Regions from separate parts of the Hordeum vulgare genome. Here region 1 is linked to region 2. The links are chromatin contacts, called in public Hi-C maps. All regions are on one chromosome and are shown on one strand. The core of a region is the stretch at or near the end of the contact, and the rest is flanking DNA. Distances in the headings are between cores, read along the strand shown. Region 1 holds the start of LOC123412447 (palmitoyl-acyl carrier protein thioesterase, chloroplastic-like). Region 2 has its middle 91 kb from the start of LOC123412447.

Evidence for each region. A called contact is a pair of places that touch in the nucleus more often than the background predicts.
Region 1: a contact with region 2 is called in a Hi-C map of leaf, with 3 times the contacts expected there. The contact joins the promoter of LOC123412447 here to the enhancer-like site in region 2. A contact is called at or near these places in 2 of 6 Hi-C or Micro-C datasets (both in leaf).

The regions. Positions count from the first base shown.
Region 1 is chr7H:492,500,975-492,507,384 of MorexV3_pseudomolecules_assembly, reverse strand. It overlaps LOC123412447 (palmitoyl-acyl carrier protein thioesterase, chloroplastic-like), which reads right to left and starts at 4,170. Exons shown (of 7, transcript XM_045105395.1): 1 at 4,007-4,170; 2 at 2,950-3,513; 3 at 2,731-2,864; 4 at 2,237-2,350; 5 at 1,933-2,116; 6 at 1,779-1,847; 7 at 25-733. The coding sequence starts at 3,453. The coding sequence ends at 479.
Region 2 is chr7H:492,409,267-492,415,511 of MorexV3_pseudomolecules_assembly, reverse strand. No RefSeq gene overlaps it. Among protein-coding and RNA genes, the nearest start is that of LOC123412447, 91 kb to the left of the region's middle. Within about 2 kb of position 4,876, at least 3 of the 3 cell types and tissues checked have open chromatin away from gene starts, as enhancers often do. A contact at or near this core is called in leaf, where this site is marked.

The DNA.
Region 1 (6,410 bases), core at 2,921-5,420, 93 kb before region 2:
ACAGGACAAGAAGCGATTCTCGCATTTAGGTACAATAAAATCAATACAATATACGATCTTAAAGATCAGTAAGTATAAAACAGGCTGCTTTCAAGGGCTCGTAATATAGACACAGCCCCAGGTGCGGGAAGCGTTCACTTCCCATCACACGGCAGTAGCTACAAGCTCGATAATTACAACACCCGTTCCTGTAACTCAAGATCTTCTTCACAAAGGATAGAAGAGAAACAAAAGAAAAAGTGTAGCAACAAAGCTTCTTTGTCTTCTCTGCATCTCATCACTTTCCTATACCCTTTATATCCCCTCCACCTTCACACACTTTCTATGTACTCGGTATATAATTTGGGGTATCCCATTGCGGTGCCATGATGGGATTATATACATATCATCCATGTATGTGCAATGTGTGATTTCCTTTCCAGTAGAGAACATGTATGGGTAGTTGCTCTGGGCTTCACCAAACCGTTCCTGCCAAAAATCACCACGACAGAGACGCCGTTTCCTGGGACTTGGCTCCCTTTGGCCGCCACATGGTCCGGGCCTTCACGATGGTAGGTCCTGATTCCAGGCTCAGCAGATGCTCGCAGTGCAAAGTTGTTTCCCCGGACTCGTCGGTGCAGTCGGTGTGCACGGTGGTGTGCGACTGCAGGACGCTGTTCCGGCCGCACTCCCTTTTGTAGTCAAGGACTATGCTCGCCAGTTCATGGTTCTCCAGAATGGAGATTGGCGCGCTCTGAGAGGAGAGAAAATAAATTTGGGTTAAGTTGCAGTGCTGCAAAAATATCGATATATTTCGGCATAACATGCACTAATAAATGTCAGTTGTTTGCGGTTTGCAAGCCAATTACCAAATAATTATTCTTTGTTTCTGAATTTGTAACTGATATGGTTATCACGTGACACATGCCATATTATCAATCAGACAGATAGCCATTGCCTTTATGCGCAAGTTCTTTGATAGAAAAAACGAACGAATGACATGCAGACAAGTTATATATGTAAGGATTCCAGTCAAGATCTTTTGTGAAAGCAACACAAGTGAGGAACATGGTTAGGTACCTAGGTGACCAACCTAACATAGTTAACTTATCAGTAAATACATTTCTTCTCCAACTTATACTTTGAAAAGCTGAAGATAACGACTAAATATTTGCTTAGGTTGGGAATAGGTAGGTGCACACGCTAGTAGTAGCGTAAGCGCATTAGTTCTGGGATATTTGGCCAGATGTTATCTTATATGGTTTTCCTATAGCAAATTCCAATTATAGTTAGACTGAATTTGAGCCTCTCAAGCACCTAGACTCCAGTGCTTTTTAACTTCTTATTAATAAAACAGTTGGTTCCTAAAGTTCTAGCAACAAACACATACTCCCTGCGTTCCAAAATAAGTGTCTTAACTTTGTACTAGTTCTAGTACAAAGTTGTACTAAGCTTGAGACATTTATTTTGGGACGGAGGGAGTAGGAAATAAAACGTGATGATAAATCATTTATTTGAAAAGTGTATGCATTAACAGCACTTTATGTGCACCCACACAACTACACAAGAATATGGTCCACCACATGACAACTTAATTGTGAAGTTGTGATGGAAATTCCGCGTGAAAGAATGATTGACAGTAGAAAGCAATAGGCATACTCCATGGAGTGTATACAGATATAAGATTAAATCAAAACAGCTTCTGAAAGTAGCATGCTTAAATACAAATCAAGAAGGATTTTTTTTTATGTCTCAGCGATAAATAAAGATGCACATGAAAGGGAGACTTTGTCTTTTACCTCAAGGATCCAGCCAATGTATTTAACATTATTGACATGCTGATTGATATCAAGATCAGCCCACCGAGGCTGCATCATATATGATAAATAAGTAAAACGGGGTAAGAAGATAGAATATACTTGCAATCTTGTAGTATGTGTGTGCAAAACTTACAGTCAGGCCTGTCCGGACATATTTAGCTGAGGTAGGACGGTCATGCTCTGGCAGTTTTGGAAGTTTTTGGTGGTCTTGGTCTTCAATAGCAGCATACTCAGAAAAGAACGGCTCTATTTCAGTCCGTACTTCATCTGGAATTCTTGCAAGCTTTCTAGTTAGCTTGTTCATCATAACCCATTTACTGCAAATTTAACGAAAATCAGAATGACGGCAGCTTGTCGAAACTGCGACTCTGTGAATATGTGGGGCAGAAGAAAAACAAATCTGATTGATTGTATCTCTGAGTGACAAAAATTTGAACCTTGTAGCCTTCAGTACTGTATGGCCCGTCACAGAATCACGTATATGCCAGTCTCGACGCATTCCGTTTTTACCGTGAGCCCCAACCCAAGTGTTCACCTCAACAGTATCACCCCTGCAGAGCAATGAAAACCAAATTAAAACAATAGAAAAACAACTCCTTATGGGGACATGCAACTTTCAGCTAACAAAATTAAACGATTTTAACATCTGTCAATAAATGTAACACACGAAATTAAGAGATTCAAAGGCCTCTCTGCATCAAATACTGAAAGTCTGCTGCCTGCACACACCGGGACAGATGGGAATTGCTGACCTAATAATTATGACTTAAAGCAGACTATTATGATGTATCCCTTTCACATTCATTTGTTAAACAACTCGAAAACTCCCCTTAACTGGACCGATCGTTCCAAGATTATGGTTACACCTATTGAAACTCAAATTATACAAGAGAACAAAAGGAAAAATGAAATGCTGGTGTGTGAGATATACCAGCATGGATAACGCTCGACGATCGCCTGCATTTGGCTGACAACCCAGAACAAGTTCCTTTTACTCATCTCCGGTGTGGAACCAAAACCATCTCCGAGCAGCCCAACCACCTTCACATGATTGAGTGCAGTTTCCTGCATCAGACCAAAAAACATGTCAGTGCCCAATAACCAGATAGAGCAGTCTTATTGCGCGTTGAAATCGCGGCGATAAACTCACCTGCAGATGGTTCATGAGCGTCTCAATGGACGCCGTCCTGTCAGCCCCAATCTCATAGGACCTGATGGAGAAGTTCTGCCTGAACATGAACCCGTCGTGTACAATGGTGCCGAAACCCAGCGTGTCGACGAGCATGTCGGGCCGCTTGGGCTTCCAGTCGAGCAGCGTCCACTGCTTCTCGGCGGCGAAGAAGATGGTGGTGATGGCCGCGAGGAGCATGCTCCAGTCGGGCAGCTGGTTGTAGAACGTCCTGGGCGCCGCCGAGGACATGGTATCGTGCTCCGCGTCCGCCAGCGCGGACTTGCCGGCGCCGCCGTTCACCTTGGGGACGGCCGCGTGGGCGCGCGTCCTGCCGGCCCTCACGGCGGAGGATGACGAGGCCTGCTTCGCGGCGATGCCGCGGACGTCCAGGCTGTCCGGACGCTCGCCGAGGGCGCTCTTGGGCGGCGGCGGCACCGCCGGAGACCCCGGGAAGAAGGCCGAGGCCGCGATGGACCCGGCCATGGGAAGCACGGCTAGAAACTGCGCGCCAAATCGAATGGCCTACGAATCGGCGATCCTAACCTGAAAATTTCGCACACATAAAAAGAACATCAGCAACAATAAAAACAGCACTCCGTATAAGCACTGCACAGTGCAGAGACGCCATGGAAATCAACTACTCGCAACCAACAGCAGCATACGAGCAGGAGCCGAGGGTCGAAGCGAACCGCGCAACAACAGCGCAGCAAGCCGGAGAAAACTGAAGGAAAAAAACTTTCATTCAAGCCAAGAAAAAAGGCGCCAAACGGAACACCCAAATCCCGCGGCGGGACGGGGCGCGAGCTCCCCTAAGCTAAGCTCGAGATCCGGCAAGAGCAGCAGGGGTCGTAACGATTTCCCTGGCTGCAAAGGCCGGCCAGGCACCGCGGAAGCGCCCAGAAGAAGAGGCCGCGCCGGACCGACAGGCTCGCCGCTGCCGCATGTTCTCTCGCGCCCCGGGCGTGTCCGACCAAGAACCGTCCCCCCCCAACACACGCGCGGGAGAGAGGAATGCGGCGGAGGCGAGGAGACCGACCTTTCCGTGAACAGGAGGAGACGGAGGCGGCGGCGGCGGGGGCTCACCGCTGTGCCGCTGGCGCCGAGGAGAGAGGGAAGAGGAGGTGGTTTGTGTTCTGGCGGCTTCGGTCGGGGCGGGGTAGCCTCTGTTTGCTCCTCTGTCTCTCACACGGTACAGGCCAGCGCGGATTTTAAAAGGGAACCAGCTTCGTTTGTAGGGTGGGGTGCCCGCGCGAGTGACCGTTCTGCCCCCGGACTCCCTCGAGTCTGTCTGGACGGCGGACGGACGGGCGGATAGAATTGGGCATAGAAAAGGAAGAACAGGAGACGTTGATGTGATCCTACCTGACGACTCCTTGAGTAAACGCTCTGGTGGGCTGGTGCGGTGGGCACGGACACGGCACGAGGGGGTGAAACGTGGGGAATAAGGGCAACAGAATAGCATGTGGCGCGACCGAGGCCGTTGGATTAAATATTGTTCAAAAACCTTTTTTTAATACATTGCAGACGCAAGCGCTCATATACACGTGCATACACACGCACACGCTACCTCTATGAGCACCTTCGAAAGACGGGGTCGGCATGTCATCTTGAGATTTACGAAGTCACCGCTTCCACTGAAAGCGTATCGTCGAAAATCTCGAAATAAATCCAGAAACAATGCAAGCACCAGGATTTAAACCCTGATGAGCTAGAAATACCACGGTCTCTCTAACCATCCAACCACAGGTTGGTTTGCCAGAAACCTTTTATTTCAGTTCACAAACTTGCATGGATGTGTTTAGGCCTTTGTCGACTAAGGCCCTGTTTGGTTACAAATAAGTCACCAACTTATAAGTTAAAAAGTGCAAAAAGTGACTTATTTTGCCAAAAGGGCCTAACTTATAAGTCACCCCAACTTATAAGTCATAAGTTGCTATACCCCAACTTAAAACTTATAAGTCACCTACTTTTTGATGGGTCCCACCACTTTTTCCCACCCGTGCCCACCGCCCCATCCCACCCGTGCCCACCGCCCCATCCGCTCCCCACCGCGCAGCGCGCCTCGCCGCCGCCGCGCAGCGCGCCTCGCCGCCGCCGCGCAGCGCGCCTCGCCGCCGCTCCCACCGCGCAGCGCGCCTCGCCGGCTGCTGCCCTCCCCACCGCGCACCGCTGCTGCCCTCGCCGCCGCTGAGCTCCATCGCGAGCGAGCTCGGCTCGCCCAGGCCAGAAGCGCGAGCTCCGCCTCGCCCAATGCCCGGATCGGCTCGCCTCCTCCGCTCGCCGCCCGGTCTCCACCATGGCCGGCAGGAGCTTCGCCCCGCCCCTGCCCCGGCCCCGCCGGCCGCCGCGCCGCGCCCTGCCCCGCCGGCCCTGTCGCCCCGCCCCTGCCCCGCCGGCCGTCGCGCCCCGCCGCGCCCCGCCCCTGCCCCGCCGGCCGTCGCGCCCGCCCCGCCGGCTGCAGCACCTCGCCCCGCCCGCCGGCTGCAGCGCCCCGCTGCGCCCCGCCCCGTCCCGCCGGCTGCAGCACCGCCTGTGCTCGTCCAAGAAGGACGCCGTCGTCTGGCTCGACGCCTGCATGCTCCGCTACTCCGGCGAGCCGTTCTTCGGCGAGGTCGACGACGACCACAGCGCCGTCATGCCGGGCGGCGTCCAGAGCGCGGGTCTAGTGACGAGGTCGCTGGTGTGGTCAGGTGACAACCAAACAAGGGTGACTTATAAGTCACTGGTTTTAAGTCACCTGACTTATAAGTCACCTGACTTATTGGAACCAAACAGGGTCTAAGACTTAACCGATCAAATGAAATACTAGCATCTAAGAAAAAAATATTAAAAAGAATATTTTACACGGATCTCAATGTAATACTCCCTTCGTCCGGAAATACTTGTCACGGGAATGGATGTATCTAGATGTATTTTAGTTCTAGATACATCCATTTTTATACATTTGTGCGACAAGTAATTCCGGACGGAGGGAGTACTTAGTATTAACTCGGATACAACCAAGTCTTAGCCAACCGAGACTTAGCAAAACTGAACTTGTATACTTTCAAGGTTGTCTCTTGAGTGTTAGACAACATGATGTTGAGAGATATTGAGAGATCACGTATGTGGTGCAGCTGCACCTGCCCTTGACTTGGATCGAGAGGGGAGAGGAAGTAGGCGGGTCGGGGCGTGTGACAATCTTGGTGCTATATATATATATATATCAGTTAACCCTGTTTTCCATGCAAGTACAAACCATATGGAAATAGATTATCATTTTGTCAAGGAATGAGTTGCTAGCAAAGAGCTAGAAATATGTTTCGTTCACTCGAAGACCCACATTTTTTTTGAAGAATCCATGCGTACTCTAAACTTGGTGAAGTTTTGATTAAGGTAGGATGTTAAACAACTTGATATTGAGAGATATTGAGAGATCACGTGTGTGGTGCGGCTGCACC
Region 2 (6,245 bases), core at 3,627-6,126:
TTGGGATTGTCCGGACACTTGTTGGGGTGAAATCCCTGCTCAGATGCTCGTAGCGGCGACACCTACGGGTGGCGTCTCCTTGAAGGCGTTGACATGGCCTTCGGTGTGCCCCTCTTCGAGAACCGGGGGAACCCTGGATCTGGTTCTCTGTATCGGATGACGACAACCTCATGACATCATCCCCTTCATGAAGGTGATGCCTCTGTTGCTCGCGACATTTGTTAGGGATATTATCCCACCATATGACCCGCCCTAAAAGGCCGGGTCAAGATGGTGGCGGCTCTTGTTTATATTCAAGATGGGCCCTGACCTACTAAAAAGAAGGCACAAGGTGGTTACCAACGAGAGCCGGTGGTGGCCCAAGACACGAAGATGGTGGCTTTTGGCCCATGAGGGAGAAGGATCATTAGGAGTTTCTTGCTTAAGGAGCAAGGCGAGTTAGAGATATACCGGGTCACGAAACATAACATGACCCGGACTCTTGTAAACCTAGGACTTCGACCTGTATATAAAGGCGAGTATCTAGGGCTAGTAGACTTAAGTTACAATCAATCTAGGGCTAGGTTAGGAAAAACCACAACCTTGTAATCGATTCCATCATCAATACACACAAAGGAGGACATAGGCTTTTACCTCCATCAGAGGGGTCGAATCTGGGTAAACTCTTCTCTCGTTCCCGTTCACCCCCTTTGAGTCGCCACATAGTTGCGATGTCCCCATTACTAAGTCCTTTCACGAGGACATCTGCCGTGATAAAACCATGACAGCATCCATGGTGTTGGATCTCGAAATGTTGGATGTTGTGCTTGGTGTGGCCTGCTTCTGAGGGCGTGGGCATCCGGGCACAAGGTACGACATCGTCATCCCTTCCTCCATGGCTCCTTCCTCAGGGCCGTCTATGTCCTGCAACCCATTTACCGACTCTTTTTGGCGCTTATGATGGGGTTACATTGATTCGGTCGGTTCTGGAGTCGTAGCCACGTGATGAGGGTGACGTGTGTTGGTCCTTACGGACCTAGGTGCCTGATGTCTCGTCTCCTCGATGGAGTTCGGACTAGACAAGTTTATAGTTGTGTTGTTTCCTTTATTCTACTTTTCCATATTTTGATGTGGTGCCCTTCCCCCTTCTCTATGCAATGCTCTCTATTGTACTATTCTTTTTCACTTCATTCGTTTCAAAATAGTTGTCGTAGTTTTAGTTCAAAATTTAGCTAAAACCACGACAAAGTATTTTTGAACGATGCGGCATCCTTGAGTATATAATCAATGAAAAGATAGGCAATCTTTTAAGGAAACAGCTACACGTCCACCGGCGGATCCATACTAACATCCGTCACCCGAATAACCGTCCAATGTATGCGCTCATAGCCGTTCGATGTACGCGCTAGCACGCGGCCCAGTCGTTTCCCCAACCAATTAATTCCCGAAGCAACGGCAACTAGACCTAGGAAAAAAACTTAGAGGGGGCAAAAAACTGTACAGACATATTCATGAACCAACAAGGCAAAAAGAATTCATAGCATATATGTAAACAAAACATGGGCACTAATCACTTCATTCTTCACGCGTTAACCATGCTTGTGGAAAAGTGAAAGAATACTAACCATTTAAGAGCAAATGAATTACATTTGATAATATCTTGTTTCAAAGTTGTAAAAGTGAACATTAACACATTACGCTAACAATCTAACCTACAGCCGGCAGAATAAAACATTATCAAATTGAAGGAGAACGAAAAACAATGAAAAAGGCCGATACTAAAAAAGTACAGAAAAAAGCTTTAGCACATTACATTTCATTTCATCTAACAACCACCTTTCAGTGTATGGAAACATTTAGCTATCACTTTTTGTAGGAATTCTACTCTTTTAGATGGATCCCTAGGAAGCTTGTCCAGATCAACTACTTTAGGCATCTTGGAAGTTAAATGAATGGATAAATTTACATACATCGTACATGAAGATGTCTAATTTTCGTTAAGTTTTCCCTAATTAACTGAGCAACTATTTCCTTCTTAGTGAATGTAGGTTAATTACCATTTCAATCATGAAGATGAAGTGTGCTAAAAACTAGTAGTAAGTAGCAATATATTGTCAATAATTTGTTTGGGCCAAATAGATGATCTAAATTAAAATGGAATTTTTTGTTCCGGACTAGCCATTACTTTTCTTTTGAGAAGGAACCAACAATTACTGGTAAGTATAAAGTTGCATACTCCCTTCGGTCGGAATAAATTGACATTGCATAGAGGTTGTGTTAATTTATATGGATCGGAGAGAATGCTTTATATGTTACTTTAAAAAAAAATTGACCTAATCACCCAGATTGGTAATTATACACGCAAATTCATAAGAGTTAGGGAATTGAACGGCATACCTTGATGTCAATTAGAATTAGTGAACTGTGGAATGGAGATGTGTGTTTGGTGATGCAGTAGGGCAAGGCAGCGATGGTAAGTCGGCGATTTGCTGCAGCGATGCGGCGAGGCGACTCCGCGGCGGCGCCAGGCCAGGTCAAATGCTTCCCGAATTCCATCCCGTGTGTGTCTTCGTCCTCAATTATTTTTGACTGGATGATGCAAGCGTGTACGTGAAATCTGGCCGTTGGATTAATCTACGCAACGTGCGTGGGTACAGGTAGGAGGCGTCTGACCTACGCTGAAGGCTGCTCGTGTGGCAACTCCTTTTCTTATCGGGCTTCTAAAATAAACAAATACAAGGTTGAGTGGGGGCAGGTTATTTGACCGAGTGGGGGCACATCGAATATACGTCGGAGCAACTGCAATATGGTGGAAAAATCAAGTGGGGGCAGCTGCCCCCACTGCCTATAACCTGGGTCCGCCCCTGTTTAGTTGCACAAACAACGGACGCGTTGCGGAAATAATTACTAAAACAACACTGGCCGTGGCCGCCGGCGCTGTTGTGGTGCTGGTGGTCCCTGTCGATGGTGACGTGGGAGGAGAAGAAGGTGTGTTCGCCGCTGTTGTGCACTTCCTTCGGTGTGCCCGTAGGCATAGGTGTCCTTGTTGTGGTCCATGGTGGAGTAGTAGGACGGCGGCGGGTGCGGGTGGGTGGTGTCGAGGTGCACGTGGAACGGGCTGACCTGTGCGGCGTGGTGGTAGGCGCTCCCGTGTTGCTGGCGGCCGGCGGAGGCGTTGGGCGAGTTGCAGGATCCTGAAACTGTCCTGATCCTGAAACGACAGGTGAGTTGCACGAAACTCGACTGATCCTGAAACGCGAGTGCAGGAAACTGTCCTGAAACAATAGACGAGCTGCAGAAAATTGTCCTGAAACAATAGGTGAGCTGCAGGAAACTCGACTGATCCTGAAACGCGAGTGCAAAAAACTGTCCTGAAACAATAGGTGAGCTGCAGGAAACTGTCCTGAAACAATAGGTGAGCTGCAGGAAACTCGACTGATCCTGAAACGCGAGTGCAGGAAACTGTCCTGAAACAATAGGTGAGCTGCAGGAAACTGTCCTGAAACAATAGGTGAGTTGCAGGAAAAAACAAAAGGCGGCTTCCGCAATGCTGTCGATTGTCTGATCGAACGGCCACGAAGCCGGCAGACGGGCGCGCGCGATCAGCCTGTTGAATGCAATCTTTTCCCATCTTTTAAGTATCCGTGAACGAAAAGTTTTTTCAACTAGTCATGGTATTTCAGTATTGTACTCCCTCCGTCTCAAAATAAATGACTTCAAAATGATTCTAATTTATACTAAAGTTAGTACATAACTAAATCGTTTTTGAGTTATTTATTTTAAGACGGAGGAGTATTTTTCTCGTTCTGGATCCAGAAACCTACACGTGGTCAAACCAACACCAACACGTAGTGCAAGATGGAGCTGTTCTCTGCGGAACGTGTCGCGTTCCAAACATTGGCCTCGTGGTGGTGTTTGGCTCTCAGGATCACGCAGATCTAGGGATTGGGGTCCAATGTATGATGATCAACTTTTGCCGGGAGGACCTTATCGTATGCTTACAAATATGAGGTGATGGGACCAATTAGCTTATTCAATCCACCAAACTTAACAGTGATCTAGTTCGGAGCTCCACTGATCTGACTGCGTCCGGCGTCCGGCTCCTCATCTGTTGAAGCCAGCCCTTTCGATCTCAACTTCTCACGCCACGTTGCATGCATGGACACTGTATATCAGGACACTGTATAGCAGTATTGTGTTGATGATGCTCTGGATCTCTGTCAGTCAGTCGTCTCTCTCGCCTGCTTTTAAGAGTAAATACAGTAAAATTGAGTCAGCTGGCTATAAGGAATAAAATAATATTTTTTATTTAGTTAGAGAAAAGAGAAGAGGAGAGAGAAGGTAAGCGGGCTCTTAGCTAAGAGTCAACTCTAGCATGTGCTGCTAGACCTTTTGTGAGTATGAAAGGTGGATCATATAATAAAAAATTGTATATATTTTTACAATAAACTATTGTACATGTTGGTTATAAGATGAATTATAGATGACATGACAATGACTTATAACCAGCAGCTGACTATACTATTATACTTGCTCTAAGAACTCGACCATTCTCGTTCCGAGTGGAGGATCCATCGAGGAAACGGCAATTCCACACGTGTGGAGTGGGAGCGGGCTTACGTACGGAAGGAATTAACCCGATGGAGCGGCGGCCATTGACGCCGACGACTAGTTGTAACGGGTAACCGTGCCGCGGTGCCGGCCGCCTTCCGGGCCGCTCCAACGAGCCGCTTCAAGGCACGGACGCGCGTGTACTACTAGTAAGCTTGGAAAGCGCCAGTGGTGATCTCGACGGGAATTGAAGCCATGTGGTTGGAGGGACCTCTCTTTCCCCGTTCCCTGGCGCGCGTCACCCCATGGATCGCTCGCTCGCCCCAGTGGAACGGTTATCAGTCCCGGCCCGGACGGCTCGCGACGTCCGATCCTAATCCGACAACTGTTTGGTAGGCACTGCGGTACGCACGGGCTACTCCGTTGAAAACTGTTTCAGACATCAGCCCTCGGAATCTTCAGATATGTCAAAAAGTTTCAGAGCAACTCAACTGAAAAAAAAAAGTCAAAAAGTTTCAGAAGCGCTATCAAGGACGCACTTCCGTGCGAGATGATGAGTGAAACCTGATCGTCAAGTAAGTACACTGATGATGGGTAACAAGCTGAAACATCACCGGAATCGTCAATCTTCTCTCGCCTTTTCAGACCCAGGTCCGGGGACGGCGATTACGCTGAAAAGCACCGGTACCGGCGCCCAAACCGACCAATCAAGTGGCGGTTTTTCCAGCGTGTGGGCGGCGTGGTAGCCTCTCCAATTTGCCGGCTCTGTTTGCTGCGGATGCAGTTATCGTACTTACGGGCTATAAAATTGATTATAGATGATGTATTAACATCATATAACCAGCAACTGGCTGTACTATTAACCATGCCCTAATAGTATAGCCAACTGCTGGCTATAAGCCATCTTATAGTTCATCTTATAGCTAGCTTGTACTCCCTCCGTTCCTAAATAAAAGATCTTTTAGAGATTGCACTATAAACTACATACGGATGTATATAGATATATTTTAGAGTGTACATTCACTCATTTTGTTTTGTATGTAGTCTCCTAGTGAAATCTCTAAAAGGTCTTATATTTTGGAACGGAGGCGGTACAATAGTTAGCTATAAAAGAATACTACTTTTATCATATATGGCCACCTTTCATTCTCACAAAGCACCTAGGAGCACGTGCTAAAGCTAGCTCTTCACGAAGAGCCCATTTTCCTCCTCTGTCCTCCTCTCTCTCATCCAATTCAGCAAAAATATAATATTCTAATCCTTACAGCCTGCTGACTATATCTTAGTGTAGTTGCTCTTAGTTGCCCGCCCGCCCTGCTTGCAGACCACGTGTAGCCGCCGGAGGAGGCTAAATTTCCATTGATCTGCTTTGGTCAACATGCTACACCCCCTCCACCCCATTTGAAGTCAACAGTAACCGGACATACCTCATTTTTTTCCATTTGTAATCACCTATCCTATTTTCAAAATATCAGATAGAAGCAAAAAACATGCACGTCGATTATCATGTCCGTGTTCGACCGGAGGGACACCCAAATACTCAAAGATTTTCATATCGGTATTGATCCAGTGGGTTTCGGATGTTTTAGTCCCACCTCGCCGCCTTAGGACCTAACCAACCGGTTTAAATAGTCGGATCGTCCAATTCAGATAAGCTTCAGTCATTATTGTACCATTTATGAAGCATATGAACCGTGACTATAATTCTTCTATAC